2 separate regions of the Gossypium hirsutum genome follow, and region 2 is linked to region 1. The links are chromatin contacts, called in public Hi-C maps. All regions are on one chromosome and are shown on one strand. The core of a region is the stretch at or near the end of the contact, and the rest is flanking DNA. Distances in the headings are between cores, read along the strand shown.

What was found. Hi-C and Micro-C count contacts between places; a contact is called where the count stands out from the background.
Region 2: a Hi-C map of leaf shows a contact between it and region 1, with 2.4 times the contacts expected there. The contact joins the promoter of LOC107918425 here to the enhancer-like site in region 1. A contact is called at or near these places in 11 of 34 Hi-C or Micro-C datasets (anther, callus, leaf and 1 more).

Annotation. Positions count from the first base shown.
Region 1 is chrD13:23,467,142-23,473,961 of Gossypium_hirsutum_v2.1, reverse strand. It overlaps the pseudogene LOC107920458. Among protein-coding and RNA genes, the nearest start is that of LOC107918754, 22 kb to the right of the region's middle. Within about 2 kb of position 4,366, at least 9 of the 9 cell types and tissues checked have an H3K27ac peak or open chromatin away from gene starts, as enhancers often do. A contact at or near this core is called in leaf, where this site is marked.
Region 2 is chrD13:24,090,068-24,096,920 of Gossypium_hirsutum_v2.1, reverse strand. LOC107918425 (kinesin-like protein KIN-7E) reads right to left here and starts at 1,554. Exons shown (of 13, transcript XM_041108915.1): 1 at 249-1,554. The coding sequence starts at 477.

The sequences.
Region 1 (6,820 bases), core at 3,117-5,616:
AAGACATAACTAATAAGTAAAACTTCAGAAGAGATTCAGATACCAGAAACTGAATTTAAAAATAATGAAAATAAGATATCTCGATAAGTTATTTCAATTCGAGAAAATGTGGAACCGAATAATGAAAGTGATCGATAATGATTTTGCATGAAATATTATTATTGAAATAATGAAATAAAAGGAGGGTCTTGAATAAATCTATTGTGAAATATAGATGTGGAATAAATTGATCAAAATAGAAAGACGCAACTCAAGTACCATTAAATTCGTGGAGTTTTTAGACCAGTAGTCCAAATATCTAAAGCTATAAAGCCAGTGAGGGTGCAATTGAAGTAGTTTTGCAAAAGTGGAATAAAATTATGAAGTTTTTTGCTAAGCCTTGCCATTGATTATGAAAAGATATAATATTTTTTTTGTGGTGGATGCAATAACCTTTAGATATATTATTAAATTGACAATTCATAAAAGATTTAACTTACGTCTAATGGTTATTGTTACAACCTTTTATGAATCACTATATAGTAAAGTTTATATTAAAATCCTTGAAGGATTTAGGATGCCAGAAGCATATTGAAATTCTCGAGAAATTGTTCATTTATATGAAATGAAATAATTTGAACATATGTGATAAATTTGACTTAGTGAATAATAGTTGAAAAAGGATTATAAAATGATCCAAAATACCTATTTGTGTTTTTATAAAAGAATCATGATTAAATTTTGTTATGATTATTGTTGAATCTCCTGAAGAGATCAAAATATATTTCCTCAAATTTCCCTCACTCATGACTTTTAAAATAATGGTAATATAAATGCTTAGCAAATGCATTCAAATAGTCATTTGAAAAACTAGTATTCAAGATTGAATACGTAAAATATGAGAAAATATGTTATATTTTCATGAGGGGGAGTAAATACGAGTTGAACTCTTTTTCCTTTAATCGAGGTTTTGTCCCATTGGGTTTTCCTGGTAAGATTTTTAATGAGGCAACATATTATGCGTGTTATAGATTGAGTACTATTTTTTCTTCATTAGACTTTTATTCCGCAGGATTTTTCCTAATAAGATTTTAACGAGGCACATTATCTACCAATTGACATCTAAGGGGGAGTTTTATGAATATCTTATTAAGTGGATGTGCATCATGATCAAGATAAAGTTTTAATGTGCCTTAAATTCTAATAGTTATTAGAATTAAATCTGTACTTCTTTTATACTTCTTATGCCTATAAATAGAGACTTTGATGAAGCATTGTAATCATCCCTTTTGGTCAATAAATTACATCCTCTATTGCTTTCATATTTTCTTTATTTTTTATTCTCTCCATATCTCTTTATTTTATAAAACAAACTAAATTTAATAAAATTAAACCTAACACTAAAATTCCAAATTGATTTTTTCATTTTCTTCAATGTTATTTGAATTGGATCGAATTTGTTAGTTGGTTAGATTAGTTAGACTGAGTATCAATTAATGTATCAATATAGAGATAGAAGTCAAATCAATTGACTCACAAACTGTTCGAAACTGATTGAATAAGGCTAAAAACATTAGTTGAATCAATCTTTTTTAATATATATTTTTATAACTTATTTAATTAAATCAAATCAACCAGTGAGATTAACTGAATCAAAAACTAATGATTTTACTGGTTTAATGATCAACTTCCGAAAACATTGTTTTTATTAGGGTGAGTAAGTGGTCACGCGAAACACAGGGGGGTTGTCGTTGTAGGCTTTTGACAATTGGGCCTTTGAGTACCGATTTTATTAGGCCAAGTCTAACCGGATATTCAATGGGTTTTGGCCCAAGAAATCGTTTTTCTTTCTTCCCGAGTATAGCGCGTGGATCCAACTGATTATTTGAAGGAAGAAAAAGAGACAAAGAAAGAAAACAGTTGCTATATTAGTAATGGCAAAACATAATTACTCTTCAATCTTCATTTCATTACCACAAAACAGATTATGACATTTTTTATTTTATGTTCTCCAGTTTCCTTCCAAGAAAATTTTCCCCATTAATCATCAGTTATCTGCACCATTGCAGCACTGCAATTGCCAACGAAAATCTATGGAACAGCCTCTTCTCTCAGGTAAAGCCCGTTTATGGTTCCCTTCTATTTCCACTTTCGTTTGATATTTTAAGATGTTTTAAATCATGGTTGTCGAAATCATTTTTTTTAAAACAAAAAATTTAGTTGTCGACTTTTAAAAATAAAAACTGGAGTCATCACCGATCCTTTATTGAGGTGTAATCGGCTCACCTTAAAAATAAATTTGGTCTACGAAATTCGAGAAAATTGGTTCGGGAGTCAGTTACGTACGAGGAAGGGTTAGCACCCTCGTAACGTCCAAAATTGGTACCAAATTGATTATTTGATGTCTTAATGTCGAGAGTCAAAAAGGTTTTTTTTTAAAATCAAATGTTGAAATTTGAAAAGGATAATCAATTATTCAAGTCATACGAAGAAATTGAGACCCAATACGTTAGGGTACAATTTCTCAAAAATCCTCGAACTTTGAATATCACTTTTGCTTTATAAGTAAATCTTCATTTCGAGGAAGCAATTATGTCATGCCCAATACGTTAGGACATAACAAACTAAGTTCCCAAAAATGATTTTTACTTATATATTTTAAATAACGAATATTCTCGATTATTTGGAATTAACAAAGAAAATCGGAACCCAATACGTTGGGGCTCAATTTTTCTCGAAAATCCCTAACTTTGAATATCGTTTTTATTTTTGAAAACCTTTGAATCATAAAAAATGATTAACGTTTTGACAAAATCAAAATGTATTTGAAAAATGTGTTAAAATGTCAATGCAATATGAAACAAATATATTAATTTAAATTATGTGTGTATATGTATTTACAAAGTATATATATAAATGATATGTAAGTAAATTTTGAAAATATGTATGGATATAAAATATAAAAAAATGCATATGTATTATAAAATGTTAGTGCATATATATATGAATACAAAAGTCATGAAAATAAAACAATAAGAAAATATTTATAAAATACATGCATGCATTTACGAAAAAAGGAAAAAAAGAAAAATATATAAATATATATTTGTAAATTATATAAATATAAATATATATATGTATATGTATATATAAGAAAAAAACGTGGAAAATATATTTATAATAATTTGAATAATGTAAAAATACACATATATAACAAAGGATATATAAACATATATATATATATAGATTATAAAATATGAAAGATGTATAAGTACTATAAACTATAAACGTATATACATATATATAAAGCTATGAAAATAAAATAATAATAATAAAATATGTATATAATATATGTATATAGTTAAAAAAACGCTTAAAATATACATATATATTTAACATATATATGCGCATGTATATATAAGAATAATAATAATAATAATAATAATATACGATATAATAAATAATAATAATAATAAACTAATAAGAATATAGACAATATAATAAAAAACTAAAAAAACAAATTAAGGGTTAAATTTAAAAAACCAAACAGAATTTGAGAGCTGAATTTGAAAATAAAATAAGAGAGGGAGTAATTTAAAACACGCGTAACAGGGGGAGGGCCGAAGGAACAAATTACCCAAAAACACTGCACAGCACTGGACTAAAATAAAACAGATTCGGTATTTCATGGAAAAATTTGAAAACATAAAAAAAATGGTTTTGAAATGATAGGATAAAATGAAAGGATTAAAAACAAAAATAACCCATCAATGTTTAAAAGTTGAAATCCATTTCATTTGCAGCCAATAAAACCCATTTCAAACCCTAAAAATTATTCTATTTCAAATGCAGCCACAGCAACCAGTCCCTTCCCCGCTCCTCACGCCGAGAACTAGCAAGAATGCCGACGGCGCGCCTCTACTGGTAAGAAACTTCTCTTTTTCCTCGTTATTTCGTTTATTTTCGTTGTTTTAAGAAACAAAAGGAAAAAAACAAAGTAAAAACAAAAACAGTAAAAGAACAGAAAAAAACAAAGCCAAAATCTGTCGCCTTTCAAAAAAAATTTTCTCTCTTGTATTTTCCTTTTTTTTATTTTTTTCAATACAAAAATTTGCTAACCCCCATTACAAAAAAAACAATTGGCTTTATATAGCCTATAATAAACCAACGCTCCCCTCTTCATTTTGTTGTTATTTTCCCCGTTTATCGCCTATTGTTTGCTGTTCATGGCTTATTGCAGGTACCACTGGCGAGAGGTCGTGTGCAGAAGCTGCTGAACGTGGGCGGTTACCGTGACGTGGGAGCAGCGACGTGGGGGCGATGGTGGCACCTGGACTATTCGGCTGCTAACTTGCTGTTAACTGTTGCTTAGGATTAGGTTAGGGTTTGCACACTTGGTCCTTATTGGGCCGATATTGTATTTGGGTTTGTATTGGGCCTGTTATTATTTGGGTCTATTTTGGATTGGTGTAATGAGTATTTGGGTTGGTCTTATTTTGAATGGGCCGGGCAAAAATGGGCTATTACAATGGTAATGATGGACCGGTCCTTCATAAATCTTGGGTTTTTAAGAGAAAAGAAGTGAAACTGAAGAGTGGGTTTTTAAGAGAAAAAAGTGAAACTGAAGAGAGCGAGAGGTTGCGGTCGTATCAGTACGTGGGGAGAACTGGGTCGGTGATTCCAACAACTTCTTTGGCGGGAGCGGAAGTTAGTATCAAAGAGATTCGGTCAGCCACTTCATTTTCCGGCCATTACCCGCCATCCATTCACGCTCCTTTTATCAACTCCCCCGAGCCCCTTCCTAACGGTATCTCCAATATAAGCTGGGAAAGGTTTTATCTTTTTGGTTATGAAGTCCAGAATTTGAGTTGCTTTAGATTGTTCATTCCTGAATTAAATATCGGATACTGGGTTGTTAATGTTGGGTAAGTTGTGAACTCTTACAGTTTGCTGATTTAATTACTTGTTCCAGAGGAAGCTATCCTCCATCAAGGTCCTTACACAACAGACTATGGCACATACTCCAATGATTTTCGGAGGTAAACACCCCTTGTTATAATAAGTAGGATAGTTTTTGGAACACCCTTGAATGCTTAAACATCAGCTAGTAGCATACACTGATTAAATTAGTGATGTACATGCAGGCAATTATTGGACGAGGTAGAGATACGAGAATTGCTCATCGATCATGTCGGCCATCGATGCTGTTGGGGGAGTCGTCCTGCTCGAACATGGAAGATCCATGCTGTTGAGGATTGCAATGTTTACGTGGGGACTCTAGAAACTTTCTTAGAGGAGAGGGAAGTAGTCAGAGAAACAGAACCTTACCATGGTGGCAACATTGATGGAAAGGATAAAGGTCCTGAACTTGTTCTTTGGGAATTGGATCTAAGATCACAATTCCCTGCTCTCTATGTACCTTATAAGGAAACACGAGTCAAGATTCCTCGTTGCGAGACCGTTGAGAAATGTTCAGGTAATGCTACTGAAATAATGTGGCCTATGGGATTAATACTGGAGGTTTTTACATCTTAAATTTTGTCTAGTACACAAAATATTTGCCTTTTTAAGGTTCTTAATAGCTGTTTCGTTTACTTCGTTTTTTGCATCTCTTTCCTGTCACGCTAATGCTTCTTGCTTCACCATTTATACATGTCATAGCAGTAGTGCTTAGCTTTGCCTTTGGATTAATGTTTAAGAAAAAGATCTGCAGGTTGTGCAGGACGAGGAGATATTGCATGTCCAACATGCAATGCGGACCAGGAACCTGGATTTTATAAGCAAAATCAGATGTCCCAGTGCCCTGCTTGCTATGGACGGGGATTAATTGCTCACAGAGATGGATCAGACACTATGTGAGCAGTTTCTTCTTTATTTTATTAAACTATCCTTCAAAATGGTTGCCTACTGGTTCAAACATATGAATCATATGGTTTATCTTTATTGTACGTTACAACCATGAATGATTTCAGGAAACCGTGTTTAATTAGCATACCTCAACTTCTGTATGGGTATTCTAGTTTGAAATTTCTGGGCAATAAACCCCATATATAACATTCCAGCCTTTAATTTTCTAGTTAGTTTCTTACTAATCTCACACTTTTTTCTTCCTAGGTATTGAGTCTTTTACATTAATCACTTTTCACTGGTGATTATATCTCTGCATATGCACAAATTGTGATGGAAAAGGAAAGATTCCTTGTGCAACTTGTGGATCTCGTGGCTTACTACAATGTAAAACATGTCATGGAAGTGGTTCTCTGTTGACTCTCAGAGTTGCCATTATTAAATGGTAAGCATGCCAATCTGTCTTGTTATTAAAGTTTTATGCTGCCATTACCTGGGGATACTTGTTGGAAATATTCTTTGCATCAACTGCCGAAGTTTGATGATCCAATAAATGATATTTGAATTTGTCTTTTTGAGCACATTCATATATATTAAACTCAATGTTAGTGCTTCTTGTCATTTGGATGCTGAAATTCTGTTTCAGTGGCACTTACCTTTGAAGATAACTTCTGATATTGAACTTCAATCAGGAGGTATATTTTCCTGGTTCTGCTTTCTTAAATCAGAATTATGTATATGCTGCTTCTGGCTATCATATCAGATAGATCCTTAGCATAGTTTTCCTTTTCTATATAATCTCCCATTTCAAATCATCTCCTGCTCAGTCTTATCACCAATGGCAATTCATCTCCTGCTCAGTCTTATCACCAATGGCAATTTCCAGTCACAAGAATTTCCCTAGAATGATTCCTAAGAAGTATTAAGAACATACAGAACTTGCCCGTGTAGACCTGTGTGCTTGGAGCCCCTTCAATTACTGGAATTATCATTT
Region 2 (6,853 bases), core at 305-2,804, 630 kb before region 1:
CATAAGTCTCATATATGAAACTTTATTGAACAAAGCTGCTTCCAAATCCCAAGCATATAACAGAAACAACTTTTACCATGAATGTGTGTAATACAAAATGAAATCAAGATCTCAACAATTAAAGAATATATCATAGAAAAAAAAGAATACTAACTTCAGAAAATATGAGTTAGAAACTGAGAGTTGGCTGTCACTAGTTTAAGGGAATAAAAAATGGTTTGACCCGAAAAATGAAAGAATTTGCTTACCAAATGTATAGGCAGACGGGAATGTGGACCCTTCCCGGAGGGTGTTCCGATATAGGATAGTGTTGTCATTGATGCATTCCCAATCAGCAACTTCATTTGCTATAATTTCCTTGTCACTCAAAGGCCTCAACCTCACCACAACAAGAATCCTCTCCTCTCGAGCACCTGCCATTTGCGCCTTTTGTTCTTTCTCCACCTGCTTTAACTCTTCCCCACCAATTGCCCCCATTTTTCTTTTTCCTACTCCACTTTTCTTGTTACTCACCCTACTAGGCGTTAAGTGAAAAAAAGAGCCATGAATTTGCAGGTTCTCAAGGTTGTTGGGGTTGCTAAATATATATTAAAGCTTAGGCCAATCCTTTCACAACCATAAGCCTATCTGCTAAAAGAAGCTAATCATGATTATAAAATCCAACTAACTATAGAAAACGATCCATAAGTATAAAGACTAATTACTGATTATATCAGCAACAACGAGCTAATTATAGACTTTTATCTAACCAACATGAAAATGATTTGCTTTTTATATTCTACTTTTAAGGTTAAACATCACTTAAATTAACCATTTTTAAAAAACAAAAACAAATGTCAATGAGAACTAGTAGTTAAGATGAAAAGATCTCTTCCTAACCCCCCAAGAAAAAAAAAACACTCAATTTTTAAGTTTTAATTCTTGAAAGAGCAGAAAACTTTCCCTAGTGGTCACCAACTATGCTTAATAGTCAAGCAATGAAAATCTTCAACTTTATAGTTTATACTGATAAATTAATAATAATAAAAAGTTTTACTCATTTTCTCATTTCTGTTTGTTTTGTTTTCTTTTCCCTTGAAACGAAAATGGCGGTTCAGTTTAAAAGAACTAGTACCAACTTTAGTACCAAAACAGTTTCAATTTCCCTCCATTATGCTCTCTGATCTGATTCCATAACCGTATACTTTCCACCTCAAAACTCGAGCTCTGCAAAATCCTAACCGAATAAAATCTAAAAAATCGTTTAAAAATGATAAACAATAGAATTTGATTCGAATAACGTAAGAATCCAAAATTTTCTGGATTTTTTTTAAAAACGCCAGCAGTATTAAGTAGTAACGATTTCTTTAAATGGTCAATTTCTAAATTCAGAAATCAAAATCACCCCCCAAAAAACAACAGTCTTACATACGAAAACAAAATCAATCCACTTGTCAATTTTTAATGAATTTAAATTTAAAACTAAAAATTCATCGAAGGGGAAGAGAAGATACGTGACTTGGAAGAGCAAAAAAGAAACACTGAAGAAGCGAAATCGAAGGTGCTATGACTCTACGCGTCGAATAAAGTTGAAAAAAACGAAAGGATAAAATGGAGAATGTCAATTTAAACCAAGGGTAAAAATGGGACAGCAGGATCGGGAAGGGGGAGCGTCTTTTGAAGTTTTTCTCTTCCTTGCGTGTTTGGGGCAAGGTCAATTACTATTTTACCCTTGCTTTTTGATATAAGCTTGTGTCTCGCCACGTGGTCTTTAAGTTTTCTTGTCAGTTAATGTAACTTTCCATCGCGATGCACCGTTCAATCGACCGCTATATTGTTAAACATCAAAGGTTTAATTATGCTCTCAGTCCCTATACTTGTGAATATTTGAAACTTAGGCTTTCTATTTTTAACTATACAAATTTAGTCCATGTACTTATTTGATTTAAAAACTAAAATCCAATTGATAAAATTTTTAATGAAATTTAGTTAAATTTAAATATGTGATATTCTAAATTAAGGGCATGATTTAAAATTTAAAGCTAAATCAATAACACATTTTCAAATTTGAAGAAAAATAATTAATAGTATTATCAATTGAACTTTAGTTTTTAAATCAAACAAGTAGAGGACTAAATTTATTAAATTAAAAACATAAGGACAAGTCAATTAAACCACATGTGAAATAATAAAATATTTGTGTGCAGGTCTTTAATTAACAATGATCTTGAGTACAATTCTTAAACAACCTATACCTTGTACCCTTATTAAAAAAGCATAAAGATTAATTTTAAAAGTTTGAACAGTAAAAGGACTAAGGTGGGGAATTTAGACTAATGTCAAAATTCCTTTTGGGGTGTTCGATAGAGTTTTGGATTTTTTTAGCTGTTTGGGCACAAATGGAGGATTGAATAATCAAACCCTCTAATTGTAGTGTTTGGTGAATGAAGGTGTGTAAGAGTTTGTTGAGCTAAAATTTCCAAAACAAAAAATGTTGGGATGGGCAACGCTTTTCACGGCTGATTGGGAATGAGATATGTGGAATGACATATTTGACCATGCTTACTCAAAAATTACTCCCTTTGCCACATGCTCTCAAACCTAACAGGAGTGTTAATATATCAGTAGTTTCCATTCTTCTATTTTGCCTTTCATCTCCAAAGTCCAAAGTCCAAAGTAAATCTAAAAAAAAAAAATCCAAGGTGAATCTACAAAAAACAACTATGGAGATTCATTTGCAAGATGATTTCATCCATTAAGGTTAGTTCTTTCTATGCTTTTAAATTGTTGTACCTTTTTTTGGCCTGTATTTTTCAAAATTTTTTGTCCTTGTAAATCGATCTTTTTCCTCCCTATTAGTCGATTTTTTCCCATGTTAAGATATTATGGGATATTATCTTTTAGCAAATTGATTCCTAATAGGATATTATAGGATATTAACTCTTAGCAAATTGATTCCTAATAGGATATTATAAGATATTATTATGGGATATTATATTTTAGTAATTTGATTCCTACGTAACTATGATTGTATAGATATATATGTACCGTTGAGTTTTATCAATAAAATTCAAGAGATTAATTTATTCTTTTCATGGCATCAGAGCAAAGTTTCTGATACAAAATTTTTTTATCATTCTAAATGGCTGGCGGCGAGACTTCTCCTCCTCCTCTTCCACCGCCACCATCTAAAATTGAACCTAATTCTCCATTTTTCTTGGGTCCTCAAGATCAACTGGGTGACTTTATTACTCCTATTCGATTAAAGCTCGATAATTTTGATGACAGGGCTTTTGTTATTCGTGTCTCTTTGTATTCTCGACACAAATTTGGATTTCTTGACGGTACCGTTACAGATCTTGTTCTCCCTTGCTCGAAGGATGATTGGGTTACCATCTATTGTATACTTGTATCCTGGATTCTCAATCTTATAGATCTAGAGGTAAGATCGATGCTTTCCAATTATGATAATGTGAAAACTTTTTGGGATGATTTACATGAATATTTTTCCATTGTCAACAGTCCATGTATTCAACAATTAAAATCAAATATTAGTCATTGTGAGCAAGCCAATACTATGAGTGTTGTAATTTATTTCAATAAATTAAAGGTTTTGTGGGCTGAATTAGATAATCATGAACCTTTGATTTGTTGCAAGTGTGGACAATGTTTATATAACTTAAGGAAGATGCATGAACAATGTCATGAGCATGAACAATGTCATGAGCATGACCGACTTCATCAATATCTTCTTGGTCTCTATTTTGATTATTATGCCTAGATTTGGTCTACACTACTTTTCTCAAATCCTTTTGCCTTCCTTGAATCAGGAATTCCAGAAAATTACTCAAGAGAAATGCGTACGCGAACTTACATAGGTCAAGGAAAAGAAGCCTAAAATTCTAGGCTTTGCGGTGCGCATGGAAGCTTGTAACAAAGGTCGAGTTGATCGTATTGATAAAATGACCTTGTTGTGCACTCATTGCCATTTCAAAAGGCATGAGGTGGCTACCTGTTTTTACTTACATGGCCACCCAAATTGGTGGCTCAAGAAGAATGGGAAGTCGGAGATGAAAAGTGATGGTCGCAATGGCAAGACAAGTGTCACATCTTCCACGCAGCAAGTTTCTCGTAACAAAGGCAGTGTACAAGCTAACACTATTACCGTAGATACCAGCCATGGAGCAACATCAACGCAGAACACAACAGGGGCAACGCAAGTGTCAGGGGGCGACACTTCCTGGTTTTATCGCTGAGCAATGACAGTTTCTTCTAACAGTATTCGATAATAAACAATCAACTTCCAATCGATTGAATGGTAAGCCCAAGAATAATTGGATTATTAATATGAGGTGTTTAAATCATGTTACAGATGATCTTATGTGTTCGGTGAATGTGAGAGATGTTGTAACATGTTCCGTAGGACTTCCTGATGGCCAACTAGTGTTGGCTACCAAAGAAAGAATGGTTAAACTAACGGATAAAATTCACTTAAAATATGTTCTTTACATTTCTAAATTAAACTACAATTTAATTTCAGTTTCCCTGTTGAATAATGATATGAACTATTTTGTCCAATTTTCTACTAATATATATGCTATTCAGGATCTTCATTCAAGGGAACTAATTGGAGTGGGTGAGAGACGGGATGGACTTTACTACTTTAGGCAAGTTTTAATAGTCAAAATGGTTTTGGTTGAAACTTCATCCTCTTTGGAACTTTGGCATAGAAGATTAGGTCATCCTTCCGAGAAAGTAGTAAAGTAACTAACGTAAACGTTAGTAACTTTAGAGGTCATCTGAATAAAGCATGTGAAATTTGTCATCGTGCTAAACAAACTAGAAATAACTTTCCAATTAGTGAACAGAAAACCACTCATATATTTTAGTTAGTTCATTATGATTTATGGGGGTTTTATGACACTCCTTCATATATGGATCTCATTATTTTTTAATATTAGTTAATGATTTCTCTCGAGTTTTTTGGGTATATCTTTTAGCTAATAAAAATGAGGTTTTCAAAGTTTTCATGTCATTCATTGCTATGATTGGTTGTCAATTTTCTCAACAAATAAAGTGTGTTAAAAGTGATAATGAGAAAAAATTTAATTGTCTCCAGGATTATTTTATTGCAAATGACATTATTTTTCAAACATCTTGTATTGGTACTCCTCAACAAAATGGGAGAGTGGAGAAGAAACATCAACATATTTTAAATGTAGCTTGTGCTTTGCATTTCTAGGGAAATTTGCCTATATCTTTTTGGGGAAGTGTGTGTTGGCTTTTTTCATCTCATTAATCGAACTCCTTCACCTCTTCTTCATAATAAAACACCTTATGAAATGTTGTTTGGTATCCCTCATTTGTTTGATAATCTTCGTGTGTTTGGTTGCTTATGTTTTGCTCATAATCAAAGTTTTAAGGGTGATAAGTTTGCTAGTCGAAGTCGAAAGTGTGTTTTTGTTGGGTACCATTTTGGAAAAAAAGGGGTTAGTATTTATATGATATGGATTCTAATAAGTTTTTTGTGTCTCACAATGTGAAATTTTTTGAGGATATTTTTTCGTATTTGAATAGGAATGCTGTAATCATTGAGCCTGACAATGTTGCCTTACCATATGGGAGTGTAAATACAATTTTTTATACATATTTTGGTGAGTCAAACGTGTTGCAACCCGCAACAGTTCCTCCACATGGTACTCCATAGCCTGTGAGTTCGCCGCCTGCGAGTTCTCTGACACTTATGGTATCTTCTTCCTCCTCTAATGATACGATGGTATATGGGAATTTGGGTATGATGTGCTTGAATTGGGACGAGGGCATAAGGAGAAATTTCCCTTTGTGAAGCTTCAGGATTTTGTCACTCATACCGTCATAAAGAAAAGTCCATCTCCCGCCTTACTTGCTTCAGAGCTTCCCTTAGGTACTTCATTTTCTATAGTGTATTATGTTAATTGTGACAAATTTACTGTGAAACACCAAAATTTTCTTGTAGCTATTATTGCAAGGGTCAAGCCAAAGTCTTTTAAAAAAGCTGTGAATGATCGTGATGCTATGCAAAAGGAGATTTGTGCTCTAAAGGATAATGACACTTGGTCTACGGAAACACTTCCTCCTAGAAAGAAAGCATTAGGTAGTAAGGGGGTGTACAAGATTAAATATAACTCCGATGGACGTATTGAGAGACTCAAAGCTCGTCTTGATGTTTTTGATAATCACCAGGTAGAAGGTGTTGACTATAATGAAACTTTCATACTTGTGGCAAAAATGGTGACTGTTCGTGCTTTCTTAGCTATTTCAACTTCAAAAAATTGGTAGTTACATCGATGGATGTCCATAATGCCTTCTTGTATGGTGGTCTTGATGAAGAGGTTTACATGTAGTTTCCTACAGGTTTTGCTCATGATAAGCTTGGAATGATTTGTTGTTTGTGCAAGTCTTTGTATGGGTTGAAATATGCTCCTTGGTGTTGGTTTGTGAAGCTTGTTACTGCACTAAAAGGGTATGGATTTCTTCAATCATAATTCGATTATTCTTTCTTTACATACACTAAGGGATCTGTACACATTAATGTACTAGTTTGTGTTGATAATTTGCTTATTTCTGGGAACGATTTCGCTGCTTTGAACACTTTTATAGGGTATCTCAGTTCTTGCTTCTATATGAAGGATATTGGCATGTTGAAATATTTTTAGGGATAGAGGTACCTCGTAGCTCTTTGGAGTTATTTCTTTGTCAAAGGAAATATACACTTGATATTATTTCGAAGGCAAGTCTTTTGGGAGCAAAGCCCATAGGATCTCCAATAGAGCAAAATCATAAATTAGCGCATGCTATAAGGACAATTTTGTTTGATCTTAAGTCATACAAATGG